Linked DNA regions of Mus musculus: regions 1 and 3 are each linked to region 2. Evidence: chromatin contacts called from public HiChIP or PLAC-seq and Micro-C data. All regions are on one chromosome and are shown on one strand. Each heading gives the region's core, a stretch centred on a gene start, on an enhancer-like site or on the middle of the called end of the contact. The rest is flanking DNA. Distances are from core to core; before and after follow the strand shown.

Region 1 (3,223 bases), core at 202-2,701, 1.3 Mb before region 2:
CGTTAAGGAGAAGTTACTGGAAACGAGACATACGGAATGAGAAAATCGAGCCATAGATTTGGAACAGGGGAGTACTGAGTCCGTCTGCCCAGCCCTGGGCTGTGCCCACGGGAAATTGAATTCAGAGCTCCTACTGCATCATAAATCCAGGGCAGCTGGCAGCAAGCCAAGGGAGACTAACGCTCAACTGCACGGGCATCTGACGCCAGACTGGCCAACCCCTGTACTAATGCTTTCTGAGAGCCGAGCCCCAGCTGTGCCGGACTGGGGTTAGGGTTCAACAGCATCACTATATTCATTTACCAACCTAATACTTTGTTAATTCTAAAATGCATCCAATCCGCAGGAAAAATGAGACTCCATTATTATTATACACCCAAAAGATAAAAGGCTGGAATTACCCTAACATTCTGAGGGTAAAGAAGGGAGGAGGTGGGGGTGGGGAGAGTCTTCTCATGGGCTCGTTTTCAGATGATGATGATGATGACTTCAGACAGAGACTCACTAGGTAGCCCTGGCTAACTTGGAACTCACTAAGCAGACTAAACCCACTAAGATTCTGTTGAGATTGGCTTGCTGTGGTCAAAGGTATTCGCCACCGCACCCAGTTTTTATTATTTTTAAAATAAACACTTAAAAAAAGATTTATTTAGCTGGGCATGGTGGCTCATCCTTTTAGCTCCAGCATTCAGGAGTCAAAGGCAGGAAGATCTCTGAGTTCAAGGTCAGCCTGGTCTACAGAGAAAGAGTTCCATGACATTGATGGCTATGCAGAGAAACCCTATCTCAAAAAGTTTTTTTAAAATTTTATTTTGTGTGTATCAGTGTTTTGCCCGCACATATATGTGTGCACTACAAGCATGCCTGATGTGGGTGGAGGTAAGAGTGTGCCAGATAACCGTCATATGAGTGCAGGTGCCCTTGGAGGCCGGAAGTATTGGATCCTTTTTGTAGTCATAGTTACAAGGGTTCTGTGGGTGCTGAGAACCAAACTCTGATTCTCTTCAAGAGCAGCGAGTGCTCTTAACAACAGAACTACATCCCCACACAATTATTACTGTGTGTATGTCATGTGTGGACGCCCACGCATGCTGCGGTCACAGTAAAACTTTATAGTCAGTTCTTTCCTTCTGCCTTTAAGTGGGGGCCACTTGAGCCAATCATCAGCCTTCCTTTTCAGATAGTTTCTCACTCCCTACTCTATGCATTTGCGAGTCGCAGCCCTTAGCCATCAGGTTTTGTAGAGCAGGGCGTCCTCGTGCTCCTGATAGACCCGGCTTCCTCTCCAGGATGCTCTAGAGGGGCAGACAGGAGGTTCGAGGGAGAGTGCTGCGCTGCAGGATCCAAGTCTCCTAGCTAAGCAGCTACTGCAGCTACTGCAAGGCCGGGCGGAGTCTGGTGGGCGGGACCGCTCGGCGTCTAGGCTCCGCCCACACCGACAGGGGAGGCGTGGTTTTGTGTCACGTGATGGCGCCGGAGCAGTGAGGCTCCGCCCGGCCCTCCGTGGAGGCCCGGCCGCGACCCGGGCCGCGCTCGCTGAGGAGCTCTCCGGTTCTCCCCGCGACCACTTCTCTTAGTCCCGGCGTTCAGCCCAGTCGCTCCCGCCGGCTCCGGGCTCGCCGGCTGGCGGGGAGTGGCCTCAAAATGGACGAAGGCGGTGGCGGTGAGGGCGGCAGCGGTGAGTGATGGAGGTGTGGCCGGCTCTCTGGGCGGCCCTGAGGCCGAGGGTCGCGCTGTTGAGAGCCCAGGCTTGAGACGTGGGGCCGGGTGTCGGGTGGGGTGGCGGCGACCGTGGGGAGGTGCGCGGGGTAAGGCGGGGACTCGGGCTTCGCTGCCCTGGTGAGAGGACATGTCGGAGACCGCGGGGTCGTCGCCCAGCGCGGTCGCGGGTCGCGGGTTCGAGGCCGGGGTCTCCGCAGCACAGCTCCAGGTCGCCTTTCTGAGATGGGGCCACTCTGCGGGGCGACCTTCCCAGCGTCTCATTGCCAAGGGCGTCCACGCCCTCCCTAGCCCAGCTGTTTCGGACGGGCCCCTCTCCTTTTCAGCTCTCCTCAGGTGTCTGGAGCTTGGGAGCTCCTGGATGGGGAGGGGAAAGTTTTCAATTTGGAGGACTCGGAGGGCCCGGAGGGTGGGGTGGATCGGTCGGGGGAGAGGAGGAAGGTTGGAAGTCATGACCACGTCTCTGATTTTTAGATCAGAAGTACTCATTGGGAATGGCTTAAAGGACATGAGGGGCAGGCAGCTCCAGTCCAGGTCTGAGTATGCATTTTTTTATCAAATAGAAAAGAAAAAATGCTACAGAGAAGGGGTCGGGTGTAAAAATAAAAAGGGGGCCAAATAGCACAAATGATAGAATCATTGTCTAGCATGCCCAGGACGCTGAGTTTGATCCCCAACACCACCAAATGGAAAATATAATTAAGAAATTAAAGGGGTCAGGTGGGATTCCTTTAAAGCCGAGGGTGGGATGCGGGAGCCACAGCAGCGAGACTGTTAGACTCCTGGACAGGTGCCTGTGACAGACACCCTTCCAGAGGTGGGCTATCAGTTCTCCGTGTTGCTCAGGCTGTATGTATGTGCCTGACTTTGAGTTCCACCCTGCTGCAAATGAGCCGGTTGCAAATTACTCAACGGAGTACAGATTCCTGTTGTGTCATTTCATGAATTTGGTTTCCCAAAACATCAAGAGTCACCGTTTGTGGAGTGGGACTTTACTTGAAGTAAGCAAAGGGTTAATAATGTACCCGTCATTTTTTACCCAAACACCCCAAGTTGAAGCTGTCTGGACTTTGAGGAACGATCTTCCTTTTTTGCTGACAGAATGATCAGAATCCCATGTAATAAGGGAGTGTTTAGGGGGAAAAAGAAGTCTTAATTACAGGCTGCTGGAGCAGCTGCCTGTAAGAATCAGCAGTATTGAAGACTTCCTCGTGAAGTGGTTAATCAAGGTGCCTTCTAGAATTCCAGAGCTTCTCAGATTTTTTTTTTTCTTCCCTGTGAAAGAGACGAAGTGGCTGGGCTGTAGGAAGTTGGCACTCCTCGTGGCATTTGCCAAGTTCAGTTCTCATAGTAAAAGCCAGGGGTAGCACAGTGGCATCGAGTGGGTGTTTTGTTTATGAAAAGAAAGAACCCAGTTGCAAACCCTCCTACATACCGGCTGCCGGTCTGGAGGCACTGGGTCCCTGAGGATGCCTTGCCTTTCGCCTATAGCACAGTCTGACAT
Region 2 (3,369 bases), core at 183-2,682:
AAAGAAAGGAGAGAGAGATGAAGTGATGAGAAGCTGCAAGGGAAAAGAGGGAGGGGACAGGCGGGAGGATGGTGAGGGGTGGGCCTAGAGGGGAACAGCAGGTAGAAGGAGGATGAGAGTGAAGAGATGGATGATGAAAATGTGAGGTAGGGGTGGAAAGAGCGGTGGAGGTGCAGCGAGGGGGCGGGATCTACATGAAGTTGAAAGGTGTGTGGCTATGTACAAGGCCTGAAGAAAAGCAGGCAGGGGGGTAGGTGTGGATCAGAGGGTGCTGGGGCGGTGTCAAGAGAGGACACTAGAGGGGACCGGTGGAGGGCCCCGAGGGGTGGTACCTATATGCAGCTGAGGGTAGGTGTGGGGCAGAAAGGAGAGGGGGGGGGGGAGTCCTGTAGTGGAGGAGCTAGGGGGCGGGACCTGATCCAGAAGGGTAAAGTTAGGGGCAGAGGGAGAAAGCTAGGGGGCGTGGCCCATATGCAACTGATGGTAGGTGTGGGCAGATAGAGTAGTGTGGGCAGGGGGGGATAGGCAAGAACCTGAAGAGAAAGGAGCCAGAGGCGGGGCCAAGAGAATCAGCCACAGGGGTGGAATCTATGATAGAGGGATGAACAGCAAGCCAGGCTTAATGCAGAAAAGGCAGCTGCCTGGGCCTGCAGAGCAAGCAGGGGGCGGGGAATGATGCAGAGGGAGGAGCCATAGGGCGGGTCGCCAAAGCTACAAAGTAGTCAAGGGGTGGAGCCTGTGAGGGGGAGGGGGAGTCTGCAGAAGAGTCGAGGGCTGAGCCTAGTTAAGGGGGCGAGTCTGCAGATCGGAGAGGCGTGGCTTGATGCAGAGGGAGGGCGGGGCTGCCGCAGCGGGGCGTGTCCTGATGTGCCAGGGGCGGGCCCTGATGCAGAGGGAGGGGACGGGGCGGCAGGGGCGGCGCCTGCAGAGCACCCGGGGGGCGGGGCCGGGAGCGCGAGCGAGGGGCGCACGCCGTAGGGGGTGCAGCGGTCCCGGGACAACGGCCGGTGCAAGGGGGGGGGGGGGGGAGGGGGCGGGGCGGGAGTCCGCAGGGTCCCTGGGACAGTCTAGGGGCGCGAGGGCCGCGGCCCTGTCGTGCCTACCTGTCAGACGGATCTTGATGCTGGAGCCGTTCCTACGGGTCCCGGGGTTCGACATCTCCCGCCAGCGGCCGGCCGGCCTCGGATCCAGTGCCGCCGCCCCCCAGCCCGGCCCGGCCCGGCCCCGCCGCCGCCTCAAGGTTACGGCCACGGGCTGGGCGCCGGGGTCCGAGCCGGGACGCCGAGTGCGCGGCGCAGGCGTTGGGCCGGAGACCACGGGCTGGAACCGTAGAACCGAGCGCTCGGCCGCGCCGCCGCCAGGAGCCGCCCCTGGCTGGCCCAGCCCGGAGCCGCCGCGCTCGCAGCCGGACGCCCGCCGCCCTCGCTGCTTCCGCCGCCGCCTCCCGAGCTGCGCGCGCCCGCCGCCTTGCCGGCCCGGCCCTGCGCGGCCTCGCGCTTGCGTGTGTGCGTGCGTGCGCGCGCCCGAGCACGGCGCTACGCGGACCGCGCTTGTCCTGGGCGCGCGCAAGGGGGTCTGGGGGAGCTGCAAGGTTCCTGCAGCCGGCGGGGAGCCTTGAAACAGACACCACCGTGGCCACCACCGCCCCACACACGTAGACGACACACACGCACACACAAGCGGCGCAGTCGGAGCTGGTTCTTAGTCACAATCTCAGAACCAACTGATTTGCTTGTGCGACGATTTGGGGGAACCGATTGTTTCTTCAGTGTCGGACTTTTCAAAGCTCCTGATGGAAGCCAGGGTGTTGCATGAAACCCCAAGAACCGTGCGCGCGTGCGCGCGTGGGTACACACTAGATCCTGCAAGTTCCAAGGGAAGACTTCCCGCAGTGATCGAGTGTCGGATGTGCCCTGTGCAACTGGTGTATTCGATTGACAAAGTGGCTAGACTCAGAGGAAGTGCGGCATATGGACCAGCTAAACAAGATGAAGGATGTAAATGGAGAGGTGGTGGTTTTGTGGATAGGAACCTGCATGCAACTGAACTAACCCAGAGAAGTAAGCAGTCGGGTTTTCGAGTCCCTGCCTTCTGATGAACCCACCCCCAAACCCCCAGAGTGTCAGGCCGGTAAAAAGTAAAAGCCGGGCTTTCTTTCCCCAGCAAGCAAACCAATCTCTATGGTAACGCATTCTAGAGAGGAAATAAAAGGTTCTTGAAAAGGCTGCGTATATTTACCAAACTCCCATCCGACCTGAACTTAATTCACTTCATGGGCAGACTCTATGGTTCTTCCTTAGAACCAGCTACCCACAGCGTTTGACCACCCTCTTTGGAGACAGGGGCTCATCTGTAGCTGAGGCTGACCTCAAAACTGTGATTCCCCCTACTCAGCCTCCGGAGCGCAGGGATTACAGGCTTGTACCTGTTCTTGTCCTAGGCAGTTTGGTTTTATGAGCCTGTGCAGCCCAGACTATTTAATAATGGAGGGAAAATATCTTAAGAATAGGATCGTGTATGGGCAACGGTTAATCCAGACTCTAACTCTGCTTCCATTTCTAAGCCGTTGTCGCTGAGAGCGAGACCCTAGGTTGGAATAAATCCATTTAGGAGTCTTTGATTGGTGTTGGGAGAATAGCACCATTGGTAAGGTGTTCGATGGTGCAAGCACAAGAAGCTAAGTTTTGTGAGGCTTTTTTTTAGATATTTCTGTTACCTATATAGGAGTGTTTTGTGTGCGTGTTTGTATGTGTGCATCACAAGGTGCTGGATCTGGAGCGGGTGTTTGTGAGCCACCGTGTGGGTGCTGGGAACTGAACTTAGGTCCTCTGGAAGAGCAACGTGTGCTCCTAACTGTTCAGCATCTCTCCAGCCCCACGGTACAGGTGTGCTGGTGAGTTTGAGTGATCCCAGCCCCCTGGGAGGCAAAGACAGAAGGATCCCTGGGACTAATAGGCCAGTAAGCCTCCATGAATCAGGAACCCTATGCCAGTGAGAGACTCTGCCACCAGAAAAAATGGAGCTGGGGGATAAACAGTGGAGAAAAACTGAAGTTAACCTCTCTCTCTCTCTCTCTCTCTCTCTCTCTCTCTCTCTCTCTCTCTCTCTCTCTCCCCCTGCACTTCTCTCCTTCCCTCCTTGCCCTGTCATTCTCTTTCTCTGTATCCTCAGCCATACCTCCCTTCTTTCTCATTCCTCTTCCCTCCACCTTCACCCACTCACACACACACACACACTCACACACTCACACACACTCACACACTCACACACACACACTCACACACACACACTCACCCACTCACACACACACACTCACCCACTCACACACACACACACTCACACACACACACACACACACTCACCCACTCA
Region 3 (3,020 bases), core at 356-2,855, 1.4 Mb before region 2:
AGCCCAACGCCTATGTCCATGTCCTCCTAACAGGAGAATCATGGAGTTGGGACCAAGGCAGTCAGAAACTAGGATTTACACAAAAAGACCCCGGCCCCACAATACAACATCTTCACTATCAAACTAAGTGCCCCAAGTGACAAAGCTTTCTTTTAGGAGGTGAAAGGAAAGCACCATTGACATTCCTACTCAATGAAATTCCAGTGTGTCGTTAAATACATTGAACCGTATCCATGAGACTTCCTGTCTCCGAGACAAATCCCACAGACAGACATGTTAGCAGAAAAATAAAGTTCTCTGACCGTCTGGCTGACTTAGTTACAGGGACGATCCCAAAGTCTAATGTAGAGTTCTGTAAATACGCTGAACAATCGCTCATAAATCCACGGGCTCATAAACCCATGGGCGGCGAGTGCTCACTGCAAGTGTGGAAGGCATTAAGCAAGTTTGGCAACGTACTCGACTGAACTAGAAAGTGGACCAGTTGCACTCTGCGTTTGAGGAAACGGGTGGTAAATCTCCAAGCTTCCTCGTTAACACGAACCTACACAAGCTACGCTGAGACGCGCGATTTTGCTCCGATTACACTGAGATTCTTGTTTCTACCGAAGGGGTGGGGGGAACGGGACGGACTGCATAAGACCAGTCTTGTCTCCCTCAAGGGCCTGAAACCATCACGGTCAATCACGAAAAGAATTGCCTCGAGTCACAGGGAGCTGGATCTGCTACATCCATATCTAATGCCTTCAGAGAAGGTTTGTTTGTTTTTAATAACCACACTTCGTTCAATGGACAGTCTTCATCACACTCCTTCAGCTAGCATCCCAGTAACTTTCTCGGCGTAAGTGTGAAAATGAATATTTTTATAAACACCCTGTCAAGTCGAAGCAACCGAGCCCTTTCCCAAGTTCCAGGTCACCCAAGTGACTGGTGCAAACATGCATCGACCAGGGCCGGCCGACTTGGAGGCCGTTACCTATCCCAGTTCTCGGGGGGGGGGGTGCGAGGGGGTACCCTGAGTAAATGAAGAAACTATACGTCCCTTTCTCAAAAGACAAAAATTTTTTTTAAAAATGTTTCAAGAAAAATTCTTCAAACCAGCCTCGCCTACGTGCCAAGTCGAGTAGGGCGACGGGCGGCGTCCGGCCCGGGAAGAAGGCAGGAGGGTGGAGTTCACTTTTCCCTCCGGCCGGCTCGCCCAGGCCCTCCCCCAACCAGAATCCGGAACCAGGCCCGGGAGGGTGGGAGGCTCGCGCCCCCCAGAAGGCCGGGCGCGCGCTCTACGCCAGCTCGAGGCTTTTCGGGCCTGCGGGGGCCCCCGATGGCGCTGCGCGCGGCACCGGGTCCGGAGCGCCAGGCGCGGCCGTGCACTCACCCGTCTCCCACCACCACACACTTGATGGCCTGCATCTGGGCCGCTCGGTGGGCCGCGGCGGCGGCGGCGGCGGCCGGTGGCTGAGGCGCGAAGCGGCGGGCTCGGGAAGCGCTGGGCGAGGCTGCGGGCGGCGGGGCGCCGAGTGCCGGGACTGCTGTCCACGCCGCCGGGCCCTCAGCGCACGGGAAGGCGAAGCGCAGCAGCAGCCACCACCCAAAGCTGGGGAAAACTGCAGAGAAACAGGAAATGGCCGCTCCACTCACATCCGGCCTCCCCTCCCCCTCGGTGCCGTCGACGCAGCTCCCAGGCTCCGGGCGGGGCCGCTCCCGCCCGCCCGCGCGCCCGCCCGCGCCGTTCCTGGCTTCCACGGGCTTTCGGGAAAGCTCGGCAACAGTCGGCTCCAGCCGGAGAACGGGCTCGGCGGCCGCGGGGCGGGGCGGCCGCCATCTTGGCACGCTAAAGCGTCCCGGTTGTGACCAGGTTTAGGAAGCCCTCTGAATCCTGGGGTTACGGGTTCGGGTCAGTGGTAGGGTCCCGTTCGCTCGCAACCTACTTGTGCCAACTCCATGGAGAGATTCCTGAGCCCCCTTGTTATGTGATAACTACAGTATGCTGTAGCGTAAGATCCTGCTAGAAAATTCTGTATAGCTCGTGCCACAGTGAGATCCAGTCTCAAAAAAGAAACTGCTAGGGATGTAGCCAAGTCAGAATGTTTGCCGGCATGTACAGCCTGGGGCTCCATCCCTAGCACATCACAGCCTGCCCTGGTGGCTCACCTGTAATCCCAGCACTTGGTGGGCGGAAGCAGTAGAATCCTGGGGATCAACCTCAAGTCCAACCTCTGGATATGCAACTCAATTGGTAGAGTGCTTCCCCGAGCAGATACAGATATGAAACCCTAGGATTGAACCTCACGACGGTATGAAACAGATGTGGTATATATCAGGTAGTGCATACCTGGAATCCCAGCTCTGGACTGGAGGTAGCAGAAACATCTGAAGTTTGACCTCTGGCTATGTAGCGTCCAGCGTTAACCTGACCTACCATGAGACTTTCTCAATAGGGGTGGGGGGTGGGGAGGGAGCACTAAATAAACAAAAATATAAGGAAAAAAAAACATACATACCATTAAAATAATAAACAGAAGGATAAAGGTCAGAAGAATTCTTTTAAAGATTGCTGATATGATAGGGTAAGCATATAATTCATTCACAAATAAGGTAGCCTATTAGAAGACAAGAACATTAAAGATATTTTTGGTTATCTGTGGTGTGTGTGTGTGTGCATGTTTTCATGTGTGGGCACATGTGTGGTGCACATGTGTATAGAAGACCAAGGTTGACACTGGGTGTATTCAGTTGCTGTTCACCTTATATATATTGAAGTAAGATCTCTCATTGAACACAAAACTGGCCAATTCCAGTTAATCTAGCCAACCAGCTTGCCCTGGAGATCCCATCTTTATCTTCCGGAGTTACAGGTGAGTCACCGTACCCTCCTAGTATACTAGTTTCTGGATTGGAGCTCTGTTCCTCACACTTGCCTGGCAAGTTCCCTCCTCCTGGAGCTTAAGAGGCCAAGCTGCTCTTCCAGTAGACTGGAGTTAGGTTCCCAGCACCTGAATCACATGGCTTACAGCCACCTG

Evidence for each region. Hi-C and Micro-C count contacts between places; a contact is called where the count stands out from the background. HiChIP or PLAC-seq counts read pairs in DNA pulled down with a chosen protein or histone mark.
Region 1: a Micro-C map of embryonic stem cells shows a contact between it and region 2, with 5 times the contacts expected there. The contact joins the promoter of Cyth3 here to the promoter of Smurf1 in region 2. A contact is called at or near these places in 1 of 484 Hi-C or Micro-C datasets (embryonic stem cells) and 2 of 115 datasets of contacts at active chromatin or transcription factors (astrocytes and microglia).
Region 3: an H3K27ac HiChIP or PLAC-seq map of microglia shows a contact between it and region 2, with 5 times the contacts expected there. The contact joins the promoter of Rac1 here to the promoter of Smurf1 in region 2. A contact is called at or near these places in 1 of 39 promoter capture datasets (embryonic stem cells) and 1 of 115 datasets of contacts at active chromatin or transcription factors (microglia).

What each region holds. Positions count from the first base shown.
Region 1 is chr5:143,620,996-143,624,218 of GRCm38.p6, forward strand. It overlaps Cyth3 (cytohesin 3), which reads left to right and starts at 1,452. Exons shown (of 13, transcript NM_011182.4): 1 at 1,452-1,678. The coding sequence starts at 1,645.
Region 2 is chr5:144,964,398-144,967,766 of GRCm38.p6, forward strand. It overlaps Smurf1 (SMAD specific E3 ubiquitin protein ligase 1), which reads right to left and starts at 1,433. Exons shown (of 18, transcript NM_001038627.1): 1 at 1,104-1,433. The coding sequence starts at 1,158.
Region 3 is chr5:143,526,388-143,529,407 of GRCm38.p6, forward strand. It overlaps Rac1 (Rac family small GTPase 1), which reads right to left and starts at 1,606. Exons shown (of 6, transcript NM_009007.2): 1 at 1,376-1,606. The coding sequence starts at 1,410.